Linked DNA regions of Mus musculus: regions 1, 2 and 3 are each linked to region 4. A link is a contact called in public Hi-C, HiChIP or PLAC-seq and Micro-C data. All regions are on one chromosome and are shown on one strand. Each heading gives the region's core, a stretch centred on a gene start, on an enhancer-like site or on the middle of the called end of the contact. The rest is flanking DNA. Distances are from core to core; before and after follow the strand shown.

Evidence for each region. A called contact is a pair of places that touch in the nucleus more often than the background predicts. HiChIP or PLAC-seq counts read pairs in DNA pulled down with a chosen protein or histone mark.
Region 1: a Hi-C map of cortical neurons shows a contact between it and region 4, with 1.9 times the contacts expected there. The contact joins the enhancer-like site here to the promoter of A730056A06Rik in region 4. A contact is called at or near these places in 14 of 39 promoter capture datasets (the 3T3-L1 cell line, 3T3-L1-derived adipocytes, cranial neural crest and 8 more), 2 of 484 Hi-C or Micro-C datasets (both in cortical neurons), 9 of 115 datasets of contacts at active chromatin or transcription factors (embryonic basal ganglia, embryonic forebrain, embryonic hindbrain and 5 more) and 1 of 9 other capture datasets (embryonic stem cells).
Region 2: an H3K27ac HiChIP or PLAC-seq map of the NIH/3T3 cell line shows a contact between it and region 4, with 7 times the contacts expected there. The contact joins the enhancer-like site here to the promoter of A730056A06Rik in region 4. A contact is called at or near these places in 14 of 39 promoter capture datasets (the 3T3-L1 cell line, 3T3-L1-derived adipocytes, the HPC-7 cell line and 9 more), 1 of 15 datasets of contacts at CTCF or cohesin (the NIH/3T3 cell line), 1 of 484 Hi-C or Micro-C datasets (nephron progenitors), 11 of 115 datasets of contacts at active chromatin or transcription factors (the NIH/3T3 cell line, craniofacial prominence, embryonic basal ganglia and 7 more) and 1 of 9 other capture datasets (embryonic stem cells).
Region 3: a contact with region 4 is called in a Micro-C map of embryonic stem cells, with 2.6 times the contacts expected there. The contact joins the promoter of Fam174b here to the promoter of A730056A06Rik in region 4. A contact is called at or near these places in 4 of 39 promoter capture datasets (the C10 cell line, fetal liver, hematopoietic stem and progenitor cells and 1 more) and 2 of 484 Hi-C or Micro-C datasets (both in embryonic stem cells).

The regions. Positions count from the first base shown.
Region 1 is chr7:72,865,192-72,868,019 of GRCm38.p6, forward strand. No RefSeq gene overlaps it. Among named protein-coding and RNA genes, the nearest start is that of Gm36865, 40 kb to the left of the region's middle. Within about 2 kb of position 1,275, at least 6 of the 459 cell types and tissues checked have an H3K27ac peak or open chromatin away from gene starts, as enhancers often do. A contact at or near this core is called in cortical neurons, where this site is marked.
Region 2 is chr7:73,054,492-73,057,567 of GRCm38.p6, forward strand. No RefSeq gene overlaps it. Among named protein-coding and RNA genes, the nearest start is that of Gm6567, 46 kb to the right of the region's middle. Within about 2 kb of position 1,535, at least 6 of the 459 cell types and tissues checked have an H3K27ac peak or open chromatin away from gene starts, as enhancers often do. A contact at or near this core is called in the NIH/3T3 cell line, where this site is marked.
Region 3 is chr7:73,738,850-73,741,589 of GRCm38.p6, forward strand. It overlaps Fam174b (family with sequence similarity 174, member B), which reads left to right and starts at 1,458. Exons shown (of 3, transcript NM_001162532.1): 1 at 1,458-1,979. The coding sequence starts at 1,654.
Region 4 is chr7:73,374,381-73,377,113 of GRCm38.p6, forward strand. It overlaps A730056A06Rik (RIKEN cDNA A730056A06 gene), which reads right to left and starts at 1,394. Exons shown (of 2, transcript NR_040325.1): 1 at 1,137-1,394. It overlaps Rgma (repulsive guidance molecule family member A), which reads left to right and starts at 1,140. Exons shown (of 4, transcript NM_177740.5): 1 at 1,140-1,508. The coding sequence starts at 1,495.

The DNA of each region.
Region 1 (2,828 bases), core at 25-2,524, 510 kb before region 4:
GTAGCCTTGTTGGAGGAAGTACATCACTGCATAGTAGGTGGGCTTTGAGACGCCTATGCTCAGACTCTGACTAATGTGGAAGAGACCCTCCTGGCTGCCTGCTTCATTTCCTCCTGATTGCCTTTGGATCAAAATGTAGAACTCCCAGTTCCTTCTTGAGCACCATGTCTGCCTGGATGCTGTCATGCTTCCTGCTATGATGATAAGAGACTGAATCTCTATAAACTATAAACCAGCCTCCATTAAATATTATCGTTTATAAGAGTTGCCTTGGTCATGGTGTCACTTCACAGCAATGAAACTATCACCAAGACAACCACTGTATACAACAGGCTACCTGGAGATTCTCCAGACTCCGCCTTCTGTCTCTCAATAGGAGAACTGGGACTACACATATGGTTTTATCTGTGTTCTGAGAATCCACACTCAGGTCCGCACACCTGCAGGGCAGCACTTGGCCCACTGAGCCATCCCCAGACTACAGTGGTCTTCCTTTCTTCTCCCTCCTAAGCCATTCTCCTTTCTAACCTAGGCCATACATGCCCGATGCATTTTTACAGTGACACAACAGCTCCCTGTGTGACTCACAAACACTCTCTTCCCCCAGGAAAATCTGCATCGAGCCTCAACACATCCATCCTTCACAGCCAAGAGCGGAATTATTTTCAACCCTGTTTCACTTGTTTAGGACCAATCTTGCAGGCTATTAAATGTGACTCTGATCCCAGCTAACAGGGAATTCAAAGGGCCATCAAAGAGATGCTGACAGTGTCATATACATTACACTAAGCCCTTGATAGCAGACATTAATGCTTCCTGTGATGAGGAATGTGTTCTAAAGATAAAAACAGGCAGGCAAGCAGGCCTCAGCCAAATCAACTTCATTTCACACATGTATGGCAGCTGATGTGTCTACAACGAGATGAGACAAAGCTCTTGTTGGCAAACTCGTTATAACTTTTTCAAATAACAAATCCCTAATTAGTTTATAATGTGGCTTTAGTGCAACTAAGTAGAAGAAATGAAGTATAAATATTATCTAATTCCCAACAGTCTCCCTCGGAAAGCTCACCCTTTAAGAAGGTGAATATGAGAAGTGTACACAAAACAGAAACTGACAGCTCTTTTGTTCTAAAATAGTTGAGGAAAGAGTTAAGCAGAGTGGTCTGTCCCTTACAATTTTTTCCGTTTATAGCTAAGAAGAAACTGTAGGTTGTACAGACTGTGAAACCATAGCAGCGGATGCTTGCTGCATCATGGTAAGCCTATCCTCCTGCTCATTAGCTGCTTCATTTCAGACGCAGAAAGCCCTAGTTAGGACAGGAAGCCCTCTGTAAGAATAGCCCTGAGAGATGCCACCTGTGACTGTAAGATAGAGTAGAGCAGACAGGCCAAGGTCACAAATACCTTGGCACAAGGCAGGATAAAGGCTTGCTTTAGGCAAGCAAAAGGAAGAGAGCAGAATTTGTGATGCCATCAGATTTTTAGAGATTGGCTCTTATCACAGACCTGGGTATAGAGGAAGCATGCTGCAGAGACCAGAGCGGCCATGCACACTTCAAGAGTGTCTTCAGTCTGATCTCCAAGAGAATCCAGAGGAAGACTGATTGTATAATATGGGATGGGAAAGACCTGTGGAGAGGAAAGAGTTGCCCCTGAGAGAAGGACAGTTCAGACACAAGAAAGCGGGTACACAGTGAGGTAACAGTGTGGATCCCACCCAGTGATTGTCATACAAATGCTGTGTATGATGCTTTGGTAAAAGAGCAGAAGAAAAGACAGACTTGCAGGGACAGAGACCATTAATTTAAGTCGATTTCATTCAAGAAAGTGTGCCTGTGGTAGATTTATTTGATTCTAAATATCTCTTGCACATCCCCTCCTTGCACCAAAGCAATTACATGCAGAACCTCTGGGCACAAGCAGCCCCCTTCCATTTGTGAGATGACTGCTTCTATCAGCACCTGGGTTCCATGCTAGATGAAGTCCCTTATGTGTGTAGCAGGAAAAGCGCTATGAAATCTGAATGGACCATTATCTTACTTTATTGCTGTGCTTCCTAATAACAGAAAGGAGTCTCTGGGCCATAATTAATAGCCGCCCTTTAAAAAGTGTCTTAACTCCTTACAATCTCCAAGGAGTTTGCTTTCCATTAAATATTCTAGAAATAGCATACTTTACATTATTAAAGTGCTGCCAGGGAGCGTTTCCAAATTATTCCTAAGCTAATTACTAAAAAAATGATTACTCAAAAAGCTTTCCCCTTGCTTTAAATTGTCCCTTTAAGTGCCTTGTAGCAATACAAAGACGGGACCATAGCTCATAGAAAGAACCTCTGCTTGTGATGTAGCCAATTCCATTAAGTCTATCTCCAGTGTATTCTAAAATGTGCTTTCATTACAATTTATGGGGCTAGATACCATGGAAAATAATATGCAAATCAGCAATATGAACAACACCAGTTACGATGAGCCAAGCTAACCTAATGAAGGGGCTATAGCCACTATAAAGCTATGTTTTGCTTTTCTTAAAAGGTTAATTAGACTGCCTAATTATCCCAGGCTGGGAGCATATTATTCTCTTAAGTATAATTAACTTAGAGAGGCTTCCCCGACAAGCAAAAACAAGTAAATAGGAATACTCAAATTCAAAGTGGTTAACTTCCACTAAAATCCAAGGAGTGCCTTACTACTCCTGTAAATAACAATAATAAACATGAATCACACACAAGTGTGCACTCAACAACGCAACAATGCTGTCTTTCTATGCTGTGTTTTGTGATTCAACCTTAGTCTAACTGGAAAATTCCAAAAACGGGTTAGAGAAAT
Region 2 (3,076 bases), core at 285-2,784, 320 kb before region 4:
ACTGATAAGTGGATATTAGCCCAAAACCTAGGATACCCAAGATATAAGATACAATTTGCTAAACACATGAAACTCAAGAAAAATGAAGACTGAAGTGTGAACACTATGCCCCTCCTTAGAAGTGGGAACAAAACACCCTTGGAAGGAGTTACAGAGACAAAGTTTGGAGCTGAGATAAAAGGATGGACCATGTAGACACTACCATATCCGGGGATCCATCCCATAATCAGCTTCCAAATGCTGACACCATTGCATACACTAGCAAGATTATGCTGAAAGGACCCTGATATAGCTGTCTCTTGTCAGAGTATGCCTGGGCCTAGCAAACATAGAAGTGGATGCTCACAGTCGGCTATTGGATGGATCACATGGCCCCCAATGAAGGAGCTAGAGAAAGTACCAAAGAAGCTAAAGGGATCTGCAACCCTATAGGTGGAACAACATTATGAACTAACCAGTACCCCGGAGCTCTTGACTCTAGCTGCATATGCATCAAAAGATGGCCTAGTCGGCCATCACTGGAAAGAGAGGCCCATTGGACACGCAAACTTTATATGCCCCAGTACAGGGGAACGCCAGGGCCATAAAAGGGGAGTGGGTGGGTAGGGGAGAGGGGGTGGGTGGCTATGGGGGACTTTTGGTATAGCATTGCAAATGTAAATGAGCGAAATACCTAATAAAAAATGGAAAAAATAAAATAAAATAAAATAAAATAAACTTTATGGAGTTTAAAAAAAAAAAAAAAAAAAGAAGATTTCTGTCCTAGATCTTCTACCACAGATTGGATGTCTTAAACAGGAAAAAATATGTTGCCTCACAGTACCGGTGGGTAGGATACAAAATAAATATGGGGGCAAGATTGGCTTCTTCTGAAGTTGTGAGCTGAGTTCTGGTCCAGAACTTTCTTATTGGTATCTTGTCATCTCTCTGTTTAAATTTCTACTTTTTATAAAGACACCAGTCAGAGTAGATTAGAGCTAATCTAATGATTACTTCATCTTGATTATCTCTGTAAGGCCACCACATCCAAATAGAGGTCTCTTTGAAGTACCTGAAGATAGAACCCCAACATATTGGAGGCAAAAGGGACAAGCTTCAAGCAGTAACAGTTGTATATATAGCAATTAGAAATTTAGTAAGAGTAAGGTAGACTTCATAAAGCTCATTGTAAAAAAAAAGATACCATAATGCTAATTTAAAAATCAATCTGTAAACAAATTGGCTCATTGTAGAAATAATCAACTTCTTTAGATTGAAAGCTTCAATTGAGAGAGAGAGAGAGAGAGAGAGAGAGAGAGAGAGAGAGAGAGTAAAAAGACTTCATCCCTAAGTACATAATTGCTCACCAAAGGCCTGATCCCACCTGCTGAACATCACTACAGATGGTTTCATGGGTACTTCTCTCTTGTATGTGTTATCTCTCTAAGCTTGTGAGATTAATATCAGCCAAAGGGCTTGGTTATTACTACACACACCCAAGTAAAGAGGAGTGCTTTACTAACTGGGATCAATCAATGAGACATGAGTCAGACTCTGCAGCCCATAAAATCAAAAAGAAAGAATGCTCACTCCAAGAACTCACAGAAGAAAAATGTGAGCAAAGGGCAAGCTGGGGAGGTGAGCCAAGATTACCAGTCAGAGAGGGATCAGCAAAGGATACGGACAGAATTAGTCTAAGAGTAGCAGTATACATAATTTTAAGAGGGAATACCAAAGGGTTTTAGAGAGCTATACAACTCCTAGCAACAGCAGCTGACAGAGAGAAGCCAGCTCCCTCATCGGCTCTGTGGGTTCAATCCGATCTCAGTAGGTGTAGGTCCATCCAAGGAAACAGAGACATTGGGAAGTCATCAGTTGACTCCATGTGAAACGATTTCCGCTTCTACTTTCTTACTGGCATGAAATTTCCTCCTAGTGAAAGGACCGGGTGGAGGAGAGCTAATGCTACAGTGGAATTGGAGTCCCCTCTTGAGGTTCTTAGTCTCAGTAACTTTTTTAAAAATCTAACAATGGACTCAAACAGAAGTTCAAAACCAATTTTATCAGAGTCTAAAGAGAGGTAGGCAAGTTGTAAATCTCAACAACTGAGACCTGGGGAAGGAAAGGGGAGGGGAACCCATGCAATTTAAGCTGGCATAGAAGTCAGTCTTGTGGCCAATGAGCAGCCACATGGCAGGGAGGGAAACTCTAGAAAAAGGAGGAAGGAAGTTCACCTGGGGAAACCTAAAGTGTGAAAGAGGGCATGCTTTAAAGAGGTAGAATGTGGACCGGAGAGATGATTCATGATTGAGAAAAATCTCTTGCTCTTTAAAAGGGCCTGGGCTTGGTACCCAGCACCAATAGGAACGTTCATAACCATCTGTAACGCCAGACCTGGAGGAATTGATGCTCTCTTCTGACTTCTGTGGGTTGTACATATACATACTGCATAGCCACCCAGGCAGGCAAAACACCCATACACATAAAACAAAACTAAGGAAGTCTCTTTTCAAAAAATGAAGAGGTATGAGGAAAGGAGAGGCTATGCTTTTCTGAATAAGTCACAAAAGGAGACTTATAAAGCTACATAGCTATGACCCGGTAGGCTACTGCACTAGGGGGTGGAGATCTGTGAGAAGGAACAGTACAATATCTCATTAAAGGGTTAATTATTGCACCTATCTCTATAGCATGGCTTAAGATAAGCCTGTCCTCCTAAGGGTGGTCCCCTGGCCAAGTGAATGATACAGATAGACTCTTAGTCGTGTCTTTACTAGGGCCAGAGAATCTATTCTCAGCCAGGAGTTTTTTCCCACTCAAACATCAGTGAAATTTGCTAACAAGGAATCAGCTACCAAACCCAGACACTATTGCATTTGCTAGCAAGATTTTGCTGAAAGGACCCTGATATAGCTGTTGAGTATGAGGCTATGCCAGTGCTGGCAAATCAGAAGTGGATGCTCACAGTCATCTCTAGGATGGAACACAGGGCCCCCAATGTAGGAGCTAGAGAAAGCACCCAAGGAGCTGAAGGGGTCTGCAACCCTATAGGTGGAACAACAATATAAACTAACCAGTACCCCCCCCCCCCAGCCCA
Region 3 (2,740 bases), core at 208-2,707, 360 kb after region 4:
AATACTTTAACCATAGGATTTTTCTTTTCCTTTTTCTTCTTTTGGGTCTGGATCTTACCATGCAGTTCTGGCTATCTGGGAACTCACTATGTAGACCAGGATGGCATCAGACTCATAGACATCTGTCTACCTCTGCCTCCTCAATGCTGGGATTAACGATGTGCTCTGTCTAGCAGATGATCTTTCTCTCTCATCCCTGTAGCATGCTTGAAAACACTTGATACACAAAGTGCTTGGTGGGCAATGACTTCTGGGAATCTCAATATTGCTCACCCCACCCCCACCCCCAGTGTATATGGCAGACAGCTGTTAGGTGGCCCTGATGCTCCCGCTTCCTGTTATTTACGTCATTGTGACGCCTTCTTTCCTGAATTGTGAACAAAGAGTGGTGGTATGCATCTAATGAACCGATTCAGGAGAAAGTGTGGGGGTGTCACATCTGTAATTAAGTTTTACAGAACTGTCTTCTGTCCGGCTCCCTGAATTTATTGCTAACTGGGCTTGAACACGTTGAAGATGCAAAACGCTCTGTTGGAAATTCTCACCGTTAGAACTTAGGGCAGCTTCTGACAGACAGAGATGGGGAATGGAGGTTCGGGGCTAGCAGTTTGTGAAGCGCTGAATCAGTCAGGGAAAGCCAGTTGAGCTCGGGGACAGATCAGCTCCCATGTGAACCTTTTGAGGAGATCTGGGGGAGGGGGTATTAGTTTGATCTTAAACTTAACAAGATACCTTAAAACAGGACAACCCAGATAATGGGGATTGTGGTGACCTACTAGGTTTTGGGATAATTTGTTATGGAAGCTTGGTTATGTAACTATAGACAATGAATGCATCGTTATATTTGTCTGTTTCTCTAGCAGGACCAGAAATGAGCTGATCAAAGTCTCTTGGTCCTTGTTCTGTATGTTTAGATATTTACTGATCATTGGGGAGCACCTTCCAGATCATCCAAGGTTCTGTAACGGTTGCTCCAGGAACCCACTCAGCACTGTATCAATTCCTGGACTCCCAAGAGAATAGTCTTTCCCCACCCCAACATTACTTAGTTTATATACCAGAGACAGAACCACAATAAATTACTCCTTGGAGTTTGAAATTTAAGTCTGGTCTGGAGAAGGAGAGATTACTTCCAAAGGTTCACCAGCTGAAGTGCAAAGGGCTTGCAAACTCTAGGTGGGAAATCTGGGTTGCTGTGAGCTGACTCCCTGCGTGCTAAATCAACAAACCAGGGCAAAAGAATACCTGTTTCCAGAGAGGGCTGCCATACTGAAAGAAATAAATCGCGTGAACAGTTCATCATTCTGCCTGCCCGGAGCAGAGTGAGCCAAGCAGTTAGGATTCCTCCATGGGGTCTTAGGTCCTGATCGGGTTGGGCTACCCAGGGGCGGAGCGCAGCGGGGACCCAGCCGAGGTCTGCCCCGCCCACGCGGGGCCGAAGCCCGTCGAATGACTCTGTGCAACGTGTTGGTGGCTGCAGCGGCGGCGCGGGTTCTTCCGGGCTCTGCAGCTTCCTGCCGAGCATCGCGCAGCCGCCTCGGCAGCCGGAGACCCCGGCGCAGGCCTCCCGGGTGCCAGCCTCTGGGGCTCAGGCCTCCGGGGTGCAAGCCTCCGGGACGCAGACCTCCGCACCGTGCGTGCGCATAGTGCACCATGAGCGCCCTGCCACCCCAACCGCCGCCACCGCTGCTGCTGCTGCTGCTCGCGCTCCTGGCCGCGCCCGCCGCCCTCGCTCGCAGAGCCGAGTCCGCTTCGGCCTCCCAGCCCGAAGCAGAACACCAGCCTCCGCCCGGTCCCGGGAATGCTACCCAGCTGGGATCCGGCATGGCGGGCGGGGGAAGCTCCAACAGCAGCGTCGACGCGGTGGTGACCCGCATCTCCAGTCTGCTTCGTGACCTGCCTACCCTGAAGGCGACGGTGATCGTGGCATGTGCCTTCAGCGCGCTGCTCATCGCCTGTCTGCTGCTGCGCGTCTTCAGGTGGGTCGCGTCGCCCAACTCCTTGCCCTGCTGGCTCCATGGGCGGCGTCACCATGCTGCTGCTGCCGCTGATGCCACCGCGCGTCCTCCCCACCTGCGCGCACAGGTGCTCGCTCTCGGCGCGCTCTCGCCAGGCGCGCACTTTTCTGCTCTCTGCCTGGGTGGGATCCGGAGGGCGGGCGCGTGCATTTGGTTCTTCCAGGGCACATCTCAGGAACCGTTTCCCCCTTTAAGGCTGTTTGGTGTGTTCCAAGTCCTAGATTCTATTGCTTTCCTCTGTTCACGTTTAACACCAACTTTGAGTTCCGACCACCTTCCGTGGAATGTATTTTTATGCCCACCTCACAGACAAGGAAACATTCAAAGAGAGTTGGCTTACACAGGTACTCAGCGCTTGAGGGACAATTTGGACTAGGGTTCTCCTATCAAGAACTTTGCCCCTTTCCCCCTTTGGCAGCTCTCCTCTGTTTTACCAGCTCTTCGCCCTCTTTCACCTACAGAAAGCAGAAGCAGGGAGCGAGGGATGCCAGAGGAACCTGGGGACACTTGCTTCACACACCTGATGTTGGTTACAGGTTTCAGGAGGTTTGGTGACCCATGATAGCTTTGGTGACGGCCCTCATTGTTCACTTGGAGTCAGCGAACGCCCAGAACGGCTCTGAGCTTGGAGGTTTGCAGCATTTAGCTCAAAATAGTCCCAGCCCACACAGCTGTGTACTTTTAAAAGAAGGCATTTGAAGTATTTTGCCAGTCTGCTCCTT
Region 4 (2,733 bases), core at 144-2,643:
ATTTATAGACAAGGAAACTGAGGCTCAGCAGACCTAAAAGATTTGTCCAAGGTCGAGGCTAATTTTAGAAACGGGGCCAACTGCAAGGCCCAATCCCTTCCTGCTAAAAGCACATGGAGTTTATTTATAGCTCAGTTATAGACTAGTCTAATTCATTTGGCCAATAAACGCAGAACATTGAGTTCAAAACCACATCCCTTAAGACCACAGCATAAATAACGACGAGGGTCTTAATACGGACGATACCTTTTCATTAAATACAGAGTTCTCATCCTATCAAAATTCCAGCGCTTGGTTCAGATTAAGAGAAGATCGGGTCGTAACCCCTGTATAAAATATCCTGGCAGCGCTAACTGTTCAGTGATAATTTGAGTGTGAGCTGTGTGTCCCGGCTGACTTCACACCCCAGCTAGGGTTTCAGACCTATACGTGGTGTTGGGGTGAGACCCTGGAGATGAGCTGCTGGCGGCTGGCTGTGCTCTCCACTGTGTGCGTGAGCTGCATGAAGAATCCTTTTGAGAAGCCCGGAGTTTCCTCTGGCAATCTATGCGAGAAGGGTGCGGGGCGGGGGAGGAAGACGCTGTGACCGGAGGTTACCTCTGAGCTGGACTGCAGAGGGAGGGGTGGGGGAGTACAAGACAGTCTGTTTACTCCAGACTGCGTGTATTCGCGCACTGTGCATGCAATATACATATTATTTATTTTTTCCAATAAGATTCTAAATAGGAGTAAAATCCCTATAGAACAAAGGTGACTTTCGGCAGATGTCAATATTTATCCACGATTGGAAACCTCTAACCACCGTAGGCTCCCAGGTTGAAAACGTGGACTCCAAGCCACCTGGCTCAGGGTTAAGAAAGTTGGATGCGTTAGCGGAAGGGAGGGTCGCTGCACTTGCTGCTCGAACCCTGGGATCGCGAGCCCGCAGGGAGAGTGTGCGCTTTCTGCAGGCTCACCCCCTACGTCCTCACACACCCACTAGCGCGGATCAGCAAGGGTGGGACCGCGGCGGGGCGGGGCCTTTGGAGCCCAGACCCCACCCCTCCCCCTCCCTCTGCTCCGCTCCGCCCGCGCTCGCCCCCCCGCCCGCTCCCGGGGTGCCCGGCCCGCCCCCTCCCTGCCGCGCGCAAACGAACCTCGCGACGCCGCGCTCAGCGGTGGCGGTGGCGGCGACAGGCCGGGCGAGGCAGCAGGTTAGCCCGGGCCGCCCTACTCTGCAGGCGTCTCGGAACTGCAAGCTACGCCGCCCGAGCCCTGCGCCCGGGAAGCACTGGCCAGCCGGCCGCTCCTGAGGCTCGCTCCTCCAGGCGCTCGCAGGCATGCAGCCGGGGAGCAGGCGGAGCGCCCCGGGTCGCTACTGAGTCCGCTGAGCTGCGGGGACCAGCGCCAGCCGGGCCCCTCCCACCTCACCCAGGGGCCCACGAGCGACCGCCCTACACCTAGTCTTCGCGCGCAGCCCCGCCAGCGCCAACCCCCCGCGGGCTGGAGGGGCTCATGCAGCCGCCAAGGTAAGCGCGGACAGCGGGGGCACGGGGTCCTGAGGTCCCCAAGGCGCTGCGGACACTTGCGCTCCGCCGCCTCACTGATTAGTGGCTCCCCCAACCCGGTGTCTCATCTCACACACTTAGGGTTTTGCCTCGGATGACTCGCCTTCGCACTTGGCAGCAGGAAAGTTTTGTGGTTTGGTGTTTTTTCTTTTCCCCCAGCCCCCTAAGATGCTGCCATGAGGGCAGTAGGCGCTGCGCGTGGCTGGGCAGACCCGGCGCCTGTCCCACCCACTGTGTACCGCCTGGAGCTCTCTCTCCTGCGCGGCCACCTCTTCCGGAGGCGAGAGCCCCCCTGACCCACAGAGCTCTTGACAGATCTGATCACCCCGCTGACCCACGGTGAAACCGGATTCTCTCACTTAACCCAGGCCCGGGTTGCAGAAGCTGGAAATGAACGCACCTGCCCCGGGGCCGTCGGCATTGTACATTGTACAGTGTGAGTGACCCTTGCTTAGGAGCGTCCGGTGTGCTAGACTTGGGGTGGTGGCTAAGGGGCAAGGGTCCCAAAAGGTCCGACGTTCCTAAGAGGAAGGCAAGGCACCACGAGGACTCAGCGCCTGACTTGAGCCATGGCTCATCCCTGAGTGTTAACTAGGGGTAGAGGGACAGGTGTATTGGGGGACCGGTGCAAATATGAATGACACTTGGATGCAACTCTTGATTGCATCTTACTAGAGTAGTTGCATTAGATTTTCTCGACGAGGGAGTCAGTTTCCTGAGACTGGAACTTTAATGGGAGCCTGTGTGCTGTTATTATGTGGTGTGGTTTCGGAAGGCGTTGGATTGTATTTATTTTATAAATTGGGTGTCTTGAAGCGGATGGATTAGGGGAAATATCGCCATCTAGCGGAAATGGTGATCTGTACCTTCCTCACAAGCCATGAAGTTGGGCGTTCTCAAAGTTCCCCTATATGAGGAGATGGAGAGATGGGAACTAGCCAACGTGTCCAGAAAGACTGTTTCTCTAGTGCTCAGGCCATCCTGTAAGCGGGGCTTGAGCACCCGCTGCCCGGAGCTTAGCTCTCAGGACCGAATGACGAATTGTATTAGTGGCAGGATATCACCTCCAGGACTGCCATTCCCTTCTGTGTAGTTTTGGGTTCTTCTAGCAAAAATAAAGTAAACGGTCACCTGCCTTTGTCCCTAGGCATCTGGTCCAGGGATCTGGCAAGCCTGTCACGGTCAC